Linked DNA regions of Zea mays: regions 1 and 2 are each linked to region 3. A link is a contact called in public Hi-C data. All regions are on one chromosome and are shown on one strand. Each heading gives the region's core, a stretch centred on a gene start, on an enhancer-like site or on the middle of the called end of the contact. The rest is flanking DNA. Distances are from core to core; before and after follow the strand shown. Region 1 holds the start of LOC103625855 (dof zinc finger protein 4). Region 2 holds the start of LOC103625857. Region 3 holds the start of LOC100276491.

Region 1 (4,294 bases), core at 529-3,028, 150 kb after region 3:
ATATTGCGGCTTTCGTGTCATCCGGAACACGTGCCGACGACTTGCTTCCACCCACAAGTACAACCGGTAGTTGTTTTGTTGGGCTCAAGGCCTCCAACGTCGTCTCGGCGGCGTTTCGTTCCTGTTACCACACGTTCGGCTGCGCGCGGTCGTTTCCGCCGGATAGTTAGTGTACCATGTTTGGCGTAGAAATCCTTGTCAAATCCCTTTGGAACCGTGTGGCCTGTGCTGGAGCTGGAGTATGTATAACTGAATAGTTGCTGCATATGAACTTGGTTTCGCAAGTACTCCAGAGCTTGTTCATGCAGAGGGAGTAGCACACCACACGTGCCCGAATGCAACACGAGTGGCAAGTGAAGAGTGATGCTCCTGTTCAAAGCATTTTTAACTTGTCACTGTCTGCTGTGGCCGGCGGAGTACTCTCGCGGTCTGTGGCTCCTCCGGCGCCCTTTGGCTTCTGTGGGCATTTGACTGCATGATTGGGGAATGCGGAATCCTCTCCACGTCTCCATTGCTGTTCTTTTCCTTTCGGCGTATTAACTATAAAATTCATGGGTTGATTTGATCTCCCTTGTCCAACAGCAACAACAACTCGTAGTGCTCCGGCCTCTGCATTGGAGCGCCATGATCACACGCTGCCGGGCAGGCCCTACCTTCGGGAAAAAAAAAACTGCATGCTTCTTGAATTTCAAAGGACTGTATCTGTATGTGTGGTAATAAACCATGCATCCTGTAAATTAAATTGGGGTCTACTACTAGCTAGCTAGGCTACATTATTGGGCAAAAGTGAACAATGGCCACCTTCATGTGGGTACAAAACAGAGGCCCCAAACGGGAGACAGGTAGGTCAGTTGGAACTAGAACACGGCAGCGTTCCGAACTGTGAAGTGAAACCCTACCACATCCATCATTCCGAGGAACTTGTGGCGGTCCCCACGGGCCACGTCCCTCCTGCTTAACATTCCCCCCTCAAAAACCTGGTAGTGGTAGTACCTCACTTGCAGCCAACAAAGTGTCCAAGGTAAATCACACGTCAAGACAAAAGCCTTGGTTTCTGAACAGAGACAAGTAAAGCCAAGGCACACGGAAAAACGAACAAAGCGGCAGCTAGCCTTCTAGCTCAATTCGATGCAATCCATAGCATGGCATGGCATGGCATGGCAGGACCATTCTCCTCTCCCGCCTCCGACGGTCCGACCGACGTCTTTATAAACCGCCACAACCCAGTGTATGTGTGTAATGCGTTATGTGTACCATACCACTACGCCACCCCCAGCTAGCCCTAGGGATGGCAACGGGGAATTCCCCGTCGGGTTTTAGCTCCCCATCCCCGTCCCCGCGACGAAAAAACTTCCCCGCGGGGATCCCCACAAACGCTTGCGGGGGACATTTCTTCCCCATCCCCGTTACCCGCGGGGATAAATCCCCATCGGGGATCCCCGTCCCCGCTTAAATTATAATTAGATCGTACTTCATTTGTTATTAATGTAAAACATTTTCACTTATACACATTGTTAGATGTAAAAATCATTATGTGTACATTAAAATAAACGTATTTGTACAACTAATGATCTCTTGGCAAGATAATTATTTATTTTTTATCATTAACTATTATATGAAAACATCATTACATGTAAGTTTAACGGGTCCCCACGGGGAACGGGGATGGGGAATGCTTCCCCATCCCCGTCCCCGTTTACCCGTCGGGGGAGAAATTTTCCCCGTTTACATCCCCGTGGGGGAAGAAATTTCCCCATCCCCGTCCCCTAATAGAGGAATTCCCCGCGGGGAATCGGGGATCGGGTCCCCATTGCCATCTCTAGCTAGCCCTCATCCTCTGATTCAAACCACAAAGCTACAACCTGAAAGCAATCACTCCACTCCACCTTTGCCATCTCCAAGAAAGAACCCAGACTCTTCTGCTCTGTTCCAAGAAGCCTTTTTGATCTTGAGTAATTGCCATCCACCACCATGATCCAAGAACTGCTCGTCGGGGCCGCCATGGACCAGCTCAAGAGAGTGAACGACGTGAACCCGGCGTCTCTGCCCCTGCTGCTGCACCCCGTCGTCTCCAACCCGTCGCCCACGTCGTCGCGCTCGTCCGCGCAGCAGCGGTCGACGGCGGCCGCAACGTCGTCGCCGCAGGGGCAAAGAGCGGAGCAGACGCCTCTGCGGTGCCCCCGGTGCGACTCCTCCAACACCAAGTTCTGCTACTACAACAATTACAACCTCACCCAGCCGCGCCACTTCTGCAAGACGTGCCGCCGGTACTGGACCAAGGGCGGCGCGCTCCGCAACGTCCCCATCGGCGGCGGCTGCCGCAGACCGCGCCCCATGCCTACGCCCGTCGCGACGAAGCCCGCGGTCTCCTGCAAGGCCGTGGGCGGCGCGCCGTCCCTGGGCCTCGGCGTCGGCTTGGGCATGGGCATGGGCACGGGCGCCGGCCTCGACGGGCCCTGGGCGTCCTCGCAGCAGGCGGCCGCCGCGCAGGCGCAGCTCATGGCGCTGCTTAACAGCGCCAGGGGCGTGCAGGGCGGCGGAAGCATGCACAGGGTCCTCGGCCTCGACGCCATTGCACACCTGCCCCTCCACGTCCTGCCGGACGCCGGCGGCAGTAATGCCAGTGGCACGGTGCCGTCGCTGTGGCCGCCGCGCATGGACTCGCAGCTCGGCATGGGGCCGCTGGGCCAGCACGACGTGCTGTCAAGCCTCGGGCGGCTAAAGCTGCCCCCACCATCGTCGGCGGCGGCGGCAAGCTGCTACAGCGACCAGCTGCACGCGGTGGTGAGCAGCGCCGCGGGACGCGGACACGAGTACGAAGCTGCAGCCCCCGGCGTCACGCCCCTGCCCTGCACCACAGCGCTGGCCTCCCTCCCTCCAGCCGCGTCGAGCGTGTCGGCTGCGTTGGCCAGCGCCACGGTCGGGCTAGACCTCCCGCCGGTCTCCCTCCCCGCGTCCGAGATGCAGTACTGGGCCGGACCGGCGGCGATGTCCGTGGCGTGGCCGGACTTGCCCACTCCCAACGGCGTGCTCCCTCGAGAGACAAACCCGAACCTGATGTGGTCATGTACGGACGACGCGGCTGTTTACCCACGAGACAACACTAGCTAGTACGTAATCAGTACTTCAGCCTTCAGTGTACTGTAGCTTTATATCGCCGTTTGACTGTGTTTTGAACACGTCCATTTGGCTTTCATGATGCATGTATATGGTATGCCTGCACTGGCAGCCAGCAGAGGTTTTTAACCTAAACTTTAAGTTGCATTTTGCCTGAATCCTTATGCTAGGTAACTTCTTGTGGGCACTTTTTTTTACCATAAACTGAAAACCAACCATAATCTTGTTTTTTAGTTCGGTTCGATTTCAGTTTTTACAAGTTCGGTATTCGATATCATAATCAGTTTTCATCGTATATCAAACCAAAATACCATAAAAATCGAATATCATACTGTATCAATTCTGAAATTTGATTATTTGATTATGTGAACTAAATGTGTTATGCAATTAAATTGTTGTTCACTTATTTGTATTTTGAGGTATGATGTATCTTTACATCATTGTACCTATATAATTTTACATTTAAAATGTTATGTAAACTTGTTGTATGTGTTGCTTTGTAACCTTCTTGAGTATAGGTTTGGTATTCGGTTTTTATCGAAAACTATTCTCGATTTTTTATTTTCTAGAAAATTAACGATCGGTTCCTAATGTCTAGAAAACTGAAGTTTTTAAAAATAAAAAACCGGACCGAAGTTAAAAAAAACCAATACCCAGCCCTACTTGTAGCCATATGCAGTTTGCCGAGTCCACATATACATACCGTCCATGCATGGATCTCAGGCTGTGACGACAATAATGGTATTACACTGACATTGTGTATGCATGGTTTCGGTAACTAGGCAAAATTAAGCAGCAATTAGTTTACTTCATGTATATAAATCCATGCCAAAGAGCAGTGATTAAGTTCATGGCCAGGGGCGGGCAGGGTATGAGTTAGTGATAAGCATCCCAATGAGAACGTGTGTACTGGAGTTGTAAAAATGAGAATATGACTGGGACTTGAGAGCCATCATGTTTGAGCACTAAGAATGGGACCACTCCTGTCCATGTCCATGCATGGCCAAGAAACTGAATTGCTCGTTTAAACCAAACCTGTCCGTCTCTGAATGTGTCCTGAACCTAGGTCAGAACAACTGTACCTCCAAGCTCGCCGTTCATCTCCTTTAAGCAGGAGGCAGGCTAGTAGTACGAAGCAGTTTCAGTTTGTCTTCACGTTGAGACAAGAACGCATTGT
Region 2 (4,057 bases), core at 180-2,679, 230 kb after region 3:
CCGTCTAGGTGGTTCCCGCGGACGCAGTAACTTATTCCCGCCCAGATACGCCGTTCCCGCGTGAAGCTTCCGCCTAAGCGCGCGAGTGAAACAGCCTGGCGCAGGGGTTCTCTTTTGCGTCTGCCGTTGGAGAATGTTACAAATGCGTACGCGACCTTGTGCTCTGGCGCGAGGCAGATTACTGAATACATCTCCAATTTTAGGTAGCATGGTTGGAGACAGTCTTAGTATGCGTAGGCAACTCAAGGAATAGGAGCGTAGCAGTTGAGGTCTCATGGCTTTGGCTATGAAAAGGCGTACGTAGATGGTGTTGTTACAACAAACATACAAACAAACAAAAACAGTTTTTCCCCACCAAGTCTCGCACGCACCAGCACATCGACCTGCGCTCTATGACTCACTCTATCCTTATCTTTCTGCCTAATCTTTAGCGATGGACACCGACACGACGCGACGCGGGCCAGAGTCCCGTGTAGCTCGACTGGGCCGTCGCTGTGCCTCTTGCTCGGCTGCCTGACTGCGCTCGCTTTCGGAAATGTTACCATCGGCTTTCACAAGAGAACCAGAAAAGTGGGGCGGCTTTTGGGTGCTCGCTTCACTCAAATCGCCAGCAAACATGAGAAACCTGCCCGTTCATGATGCTAGCGTCACACGAGACTTCCGGCAGTTTATGTAAGCTAAGCTTCGCAGCAAATTTATGAAGAAATCCGACCAAGAGAATAAATAAAATACAAATGAACCATGAAGAAAGAGTTGAAGATTGGATTGCACAATTGTTGTTTGTTGACTAAGGAGGGATTATTTAATCATTTCCAACCTTTCGATGCAACTAAACAAGTCCTAAAGATTATCTCCACCAGTTAAAAACAGACTCCGACCCTACCTGATTCACATTCTGCTCGTTCAATGTGTACCTACCCTAACCCCTTGCAACCGAAAATTCCCGGTATCTGACCACGACAACCGAGAAAGAAACTGAACTATCCGTCAAATGGTACCAGTAGGAAACAGCGCAAATTGCGTGGCCGCATTGACCCACTTTGCCATGCGACCCACATGACAAAAACAGCTGCAGTTTAGGTGACCCACACAATATATAACCGTTGTCTTCTAAACAAATGGAGGAGCAAAGCAACCAGTTCAGAACTCAAGTCACTGGGAAGAGGCAGCAAAAAGCGGTTGCACTACTGCTGCAAACTTCATCCATATCAGGAGCTAGAAAGATGAAAGATTCACTGAGAAGTGGAAAACCGGGAAATCCTAAGAGACATGCGTTAGTGCTCCCCTTTGCCTTTCCGGCCTCTTGTCCACTATAAGAGTCATCTGAGGAAGACCAGACAACATCATCCGCAACCCTGAGCATGAAAATGGTGGCCCATAAACTCAGAAAGAACGCACTACAAGCCACACAGATAAACAGTTTTCGGAGGGCGTGACGGTTAGTAAACAGTTGATAGATTCATTAGACATCGAGGAACCTACTTTACTGGTAACATTCGGAAAGTGCCACCGACTCCCACATGTAAAAAAATTTCACACCACTCACATAGCTCCTAACTGTTCCATGATTACACATTCTGCAAAACATGATCACCCAGCCTTTTGGGGGTTTAGAAGATCTGGATGGCGGGTTGCTACTTCGTCTTGGTAAAATGGGGGGCAAGCAGCTTTGAAACAGTAAAGCCGGTGAACGTTTCAACTCCTAATAGGTCCTTCAGTTTCTCATCGCAGATTATTTTCCTCCGGTCAGAAGGATCCTACCACCATAGAAAGGACGAAAGCAATTAAAAAGCAGAATTGATATTATTTGAAGGAATAAGCACAAGACATAGGAAACATAATGACAGGATTAATTGGTTCTTCCTTACTACTAATTCCACAGGATTAATCTCAATGACCATAAACTCCAAATAATTCTGAGGCACATGCGATACGTGAACAAATGGTGAGCGAAAAAAACAGGGAAACTGGAAAAATCCAGGGCCAGATTTGTTCAACTCAATCAGTGCCTTGATTTTCCAGCCCAGATTTGTTCGATTTGAAATGTTTTGCAAATTGCTTGACTGGAAAGCAGCACCCAAAAGAGAGGAAAATGCAAATAATACAATATATTCGCCTTTTTTCTTTTCGAAAGATCAACTAGTTAGCAGTTTAATTGTCTGTGGTACACTGCAAACATAAATTTTCATCTTGCATTGGACCTCTGAATACGTGGAATGGATTAAGGTGAATGGACATGGAGCTCATCACTTCATCACGATGAGATGCAAGTGGTGGTATAATAGTCCTTCACCATGATCAACAGATAGCTCTTTCAACCTGAGCAGTTAGTGAGTGTTCTTGTGCTGAGGAAGTAGAATGTATAGCTTCTTGAGAAACATTGCAGTTGGCTGCGGAATGGATGCAGAAACTTGACTAAACTTGAGTTGGATTGTGCAAGTGTTGTACCGATGTGTCATTTGACATCAATGGAGAATCAGATCACAGTGGTGTGGCATTTTCAACCCATCACCTTCCAGATAAATTTTAAGTGAGTGCAATAGCTAGATGAATTAGTTCAATTTGCTAGATGTACGATGCATCGTGCACTGTGGCGGCCAGAAGCACCGTTCTGTATTACAAATTTACTCGAAAACAAATTTAGTTTTTCTGAACAATAAATAAAGTAGTCCATTTCCCACACACAAAAAGGAATGAATTAGAAGAAAAACAAAAATCGAGAAGTGCATATCCTAACCAGCCTATGTATAGCTTAGGGAGACAAGGGATGCAATCATAGTTGTTTTTAAGGCGGTAAGGCGACTGACCCCCCCCCCTAACACACACACCACATATCTTTTAAGCGGCAAAGCATAAGGCGAGGCCTTAAATATATTTAAAAATAGAAAAATTTATTGATATTTGAGAAAGTGTTACGCCAAAAAAATAAAAGAAGAGAAAAAAGGATAACGAAAAGAAAAGGAACAGCCCAGCTGGCCCATTAAAATTAGGTTAAGCTCAACTAACCCTCCCTCTCTCTCCCTGCCGCGCTGCAGCTCCCACCCACGCCTTAGGTTCCAGAGCAAGGTGAGGAGGATGCCTTACCTCCCCAACTCGCCTTACCGCCTAGGCCCTAAGCGACGCATTGAAAACTATGGATCCATTCCTACCTTGTGGCTGACACCCTAATGACAATGCATCTGCAGAAACACCCCTGATATTATATATGAGAACATAACCCATTGCAACATTACTTCCTAAGATTTGATCTTTGTGATGCTACTGAGCTGATGTTCCTTGACTGTTCCAATACACTGTCTACGTCCCTTAATAAATCAACTGAGTTATCTTGAGTCAAACTTTCTTAAGTTTGACCAATTTTATACAATAGTACTAACATCCATGACACCAAAAATAAGTATAGTATGAAAATATATTTCACGCCATATCTAACTATACTAATTTTGTTTTTTGTGTCATAAATATTAGTTTTTTTCCTATATGTTCAGTCAAACATTAAAAAAGGTTTGACTTAGGACAACTCCAGAAGTTGATTTATTTAAGGACAGAGGGAGTATATGACAACAAATGCCTACATTATTCAATCATGATGTCATGTAGGGCCACCACTACCAGTGCAGATCGCGCGGTCAGAAGCAACAAACGCCGGCAGCAAAGGCTTAGGCGCTAAGGGAGGAAGTTAGCATGCAGATAAGCATGGCTAGAAAGTAGGAGATAAGTATTAGGGTTGTTTAGATAAGAGGATAAGTAGATAAGAGGATAAGTAGCAGGTGTTTGTTTAGATAATAGGATAAGTAGCAGGAGTTTGTTAGGGAACCAGGCTATATAATGTTGGCAGGTGATTGAATAAAGTAAGCAAGAATTATTTGTCTCATTCCCCTCCTTTGCCTCTCAAATCTCACCTCCTTCACCATCGGGCTGCCGGGCAAAAATCCCGACGCCATTATCGGTCGAGGCTACGAACTCCGTAGTCGAGGCCCCGCTGTCTTGGGCGCCGACGCCCTTGACATGAGGCATACTACTTCTCACAAATAATTCAAAACAATGTCACACAAGG
Region 3 (4,230 bases), core at 642-3,141:
GGCTGGCCTTAAGAGAAGTTCATTAGCACTTTAGTACATTTAAGCCCAAATAATAGCCCAAAACTGTTTGTTCTCTTTCTCGTTGCTTCGCTAGAAAGCTATGGTAAACTAAGACACCGGATGGCAGAAAAGAGATAGTGTCAAGTGATTCGCTAGGGTTATTTAGGAGGAATCAATGTATGGCGGGCGTCATACCCCGCCAGTGGGTCCTCTGCCCCTGTATGGCTTTATGCATTAATAATACCGTGAAGTTCTTAACAGGTAATGGAAGGGACTAAACATAATAGCAAGATCATTGCAGCAATACTTAAACCCCTCCAAAAAGAACCATAGGCTTCACTCCATAACCAAAGCAGATCTCCATGTCCTGTTATCCTATTCATGCTCTTCTCCATTATAGTCAGCAAAGCCAGCAATACTCACAGTACATGACAAGCCAGAAAAACAGCATTTATTTTATGTGTCACCAGTCGTTCCATCTTGTTTTTTTTATTGAGCTACATTTGTTCCAATTTAAACAATCAGAAAGTTACATCCACTTCTATCTAAGAAAACCACCATCTATCTAAACTTGCATCAGTAAAATGAGGACAAAAAAGGCAGAAGCATCCTAATTTGAATATCTACAAATACTGCCATCTATCTGTATTCATTAATGACAAATTTCCATATAGCATGCACCAATGATTACCTACTGAAACTTAAATGAACACAATCTATTACACTATGCTTAACCTTCACCATCAATGGTCCGTTACTTAATATCCCCAATTTAGACAAGTTAGAATAGCACCTTGAATCAAGCTGAATTCTGATTCTACACAATACCATACCAATGCGCAATGGCATAAAAAAATTGGGCAAAGCTATCCAAGTGTCACTACAAGTTGAACACACAAAACAAACTAAACAAGGGTCCGTACTGATTTAACATTCAACTACTACAAACAAACAATATAAAGTCATCAGCAACACTAAATACTGGGGTGGGGGATATACAGGTTCAGATATACTTCAACAGTAATAGCTGCTGCTAAATCAACTCAGCTGTTGAACCATAACCATCAAAGCTTTGAGCTAACACAGCTTTTACACCAACCTTTACTCGAAAACTAACATGCAAGCAACCGATCGGGATCGGATGCAAAATCGGGAACAGCGACAGGTCAAAGTCAATCCACTCACCGAAGGTAACTGGAGCTCGACGAGGCTACCGTCCTGGTTGCCAGCAAGCTTGAGCTCCACCGGCCCAACCAGCTCCACGTCCCTGACGCCGGTGTCGAACCCGAACGCGCCTTCGGCGGGGACGACGTCGACCCCGTCCGGCCCATCCACCTCCTCGACGGCCGGCGCGGAGGGGAGTCTCCACTCCACGGCCTCGTCGGAGAACCGCGCCAGCGCCGCCGACCCGCCCGCCCGCGCCCGGAACTCGTACCGCTGCACGGAGCCGACGCGGACGGCGCCGGCGTCGAGCGGCCAGACCCTGACCTCGGCGTCCGGATCCCAGTCGTACTTCTCCGAGACGGCGTCGATGACCTCCTCGAGGAAGGTGGGCTCCGGGGCCAGGTCCTCCAGCTCCGGGTCGGCGGAGGTGGAGGCGGAGCCGTTGGAGGAGGCGGTGAGGAAGGAAAGCGAGGCGCAGGCGGACGGCGAGGGGGCGGAGAGGAGCAGCAGCGCGAGGAGGAGAGAGATTGGAGGGAGGGCCAGGGAGGAGGAGGCCATGGAGGGTCGGAGGATTGAGGAAGGGTAGGTCTCCTGGCGGGTTCTCTTCCCCGACGAAGGGATCTCCTCGCGAAGGATGAGGATGGTGGTGGTGGTTGGTGCGCTCGTGGTATACGCCGTAAGCACAGGCTGACGTGTGAGCCCGGTGAGCGAGATTGATAAAATGCTCGGGTCGTCTGGCAGGCTTGTTTGGAAGACAAACAAGCCCAAAACGGCCTTTCGCGCAGTTGGGCCGAGCCGCCGCTGGCCTTTTGCAGAAGCAGCGACAATTGGGAACGTGTTATATAGCTGTACATTGCTGATTGGGACCATGTCTCCTCGGTGCGTGCACTGACTCTCAACGCACGAGAGATTGGCACCGAAATTCCTCGACGCAAAAGCTCCAACGTACACACTAAGGTCCTGTTTGGAATCGTAGTATTTTTGCAGTTTTGAAACAATACTATGGTATTTGATGATACTATAGTATTGGAGCTCAAAAGGTGTTTGGTTTGTATAGTCAAAACTCAGTTTTAAATATCATGGTTTACGCAAAACTGTGGTATTTTTGGAGTTTTTGAAACTCCACTCATGACCTCGGTTTTCTTCTCTTCTCTCTACATATACTTTGTTTTTCCAATAGAACCAAACAGATCTCGGTTTTGAACAATACTGTAGTTTTACTGTGGTAAAGCAATACCGTAGTATTTTTGTCATGTACAATTGTAAACTATGGTATCTCAAAACTACAGTATTTCAAAACTACATTCCCAAACAGGCCCTAAGGCTCTGTTTGGAATCGTAGTATTTTTGCAGTTTTGAAACAATACTATGGTATTTGATGATACTATAGTATTTGAGCTCAAAAGGTGTTTGGTTTGTATAGTCAAAACTCAGTTTTAAATACCATGGTTTACCCAAAACTGTGGTATTTTTGGAGTTTTCGAAACTCCACTCATGACCTCGGTTTTCTTCTTTTCTCTCTACATATACTTTGTTTTTCCAATATAACCAAACAGATCTCGGTTTTGAGCAATACTGTAGTTTTACTATGGTAAAGCAATACCGTAGTATTTTTGACATGTACAATTGTAAACTATGGTATCTCAAAACTACAGTATTTCAAAAATGCATTCCCAAACAGGCCCTAAGTGGCAGGACCATGAAAAAGACAAGATTTTCTTAAGCTTAAATTACTGTAGGGAGGGCCTACAGTATTTTTATTGCTTAGTCAAAATAAAAAATAGAAAAACAATTACAGGGAAGTAAACTAAAAATTACAATACATAGCACTGAATCTAGGTCCTAATTTTATCCCCTATCTCTAGTTTGACTCAGTGACACAGTAGACGCAATTCTGTTTTGAACATTTCCCGACATTCATCCACCATGGGCGGGATCTCATTAAACACCCAATTATTTCTACTTTTCCAAATGCACCAGATTAGAAGGATAATAGCTTCTAGTCTCCATGGGACCTGCCAGCTTCTTCTAATCCTTAAAATGGTGTAGCATGCGTTGCTTCCAACACCACATAGGTCTATCATCATTCTTTATCTATCTCAATGCTTTAATACATGATCTTTATTATTAATCTACAGTCACAGTAGCTCCACATCAAAATTTCTTTTACTTCCTCCGGTCCCAAAAAACAATAGTCGTTTTAGAGAATTAGTGGATTCATACAATTCTTGATGCATATGTTTTGCATATGTCTAGATTCATCATTGTCCATTTGAATATAAACATAAAAACTAAGAGTTAAAACGACTATTGTTTTAGGATGGAGGGAGTACATAATTTTTGTTGACATAAACACATAATTATATTGAAAACATACATCTAATTACACAATTACAATGTTCATCCTCATATTTTGAACAAAGTATTTACAATAATGTCACAAAACTCATTCATGCCTTGTCCTTCATCAATCATCACCTTGTTCTTGATTAGGAACATAGTCTCCTTGGTTTTACATTAACAATTATTTTAGAATCCATTCTGTGTAGAATAAGACCGTCTGGTAATAAAAATTACAGGAACACAAAAACCAAAGTACAAATACGTGCAAAGATAAATTAGCTTACAACGATAAATGGCAACAGAATAATGCAAAAATCAAATATAGTACTAGAAATAATATCAGCCGCAACAACTTGATAAAGAAGGGGTCAGCGTCGATCCTCGATGTCTAGTAGCAAATTCTTTGGCCTGATTCCCCTATGGATGACTTGCTTCTTGTGACATTATGCCAGTGCATCAGCAGCAAGGCTCGTGGCATACTAAAACACATATGATTCATTGGCGTCACAATCTAACAAAAGAATGGTAAATAAGAAGGAAACCTGCATACATATATCATGCTCTAGGATATGGTATGGCAAATGTCAGCACATGTTCTTCGCCATTAAAGGCAACATCACTAGTTGAGATTTAGATAGTATCATGCTAAAAGAGACGCCATTAATTTTCACTATGTTTCGTGTATAAATGTATGGGTTCAGGGGAGTAAAGTCATATACTCTG

The links. Hi-C and Micro-C count contacts between places; a contact is called where the count stands out from the background.
Region 1: a contact with region 3 is called in a Hi-C map of ear, with 9 times the contacts expected there. The contact joins the promoter of LOC103625855 here to the promoter of LOC100276491 in region 3. A contact is called at or near these places in 6 of 25 Hi-C or Micro-C datasets (ear, endosperm, leaf and 1 more).
Region 2: a Hi-C map of tassel shows a contact between it and region 3, with 1.9 times the contacts expected there. The contact joins the promoter of LOC103625857 here to the promoter of LOC100276491 in region 3. A contact is called at or near these places in 2 of 25 Hi-C or Micro-C datasets (ear and tassel).

Annotation. Positions count from the first base shown.
Region 1 is chr5:6,527,877-6,532,170 of Zm-B73-REFERENCE-NAM-5.0, forward strand. LOC103625855 (dof zinc finger protein 4) reads left to right here and starts at 1,779. Exons shown (of 1, transcript XM_008646250.3): 1 at 1,779-3,264. The coding sequence starts at 1,972. The coding sequence ends at 3,111.
Region 2 is chr5:6,602,204-6,606,260 of Zm-B73-REFERENCE-NAM-5.0, forward strand. LOC103625857 reads right to left here and starts at 1,430. Exons shown (of 3, transcript XM_023300104.2): 1 at 1-1,430. LOC100281035 reads right to left here. Exons shown (of 6, transcript NM_001153954.1): 6 at 1,477-1,757. The coding sequence ends at 1,635.
Region 3 is chr5:6,374,283-6,378,512 of Zm-B73-REFERENCE-NAM-5.0, forward strand. It overlaps LOC100276491, which reads right to left and starts at 1,892. Exons shown (of 2, transcript NM_001150265.2): 1 at 1,186-1,892. The coding sequence starts at 1,722.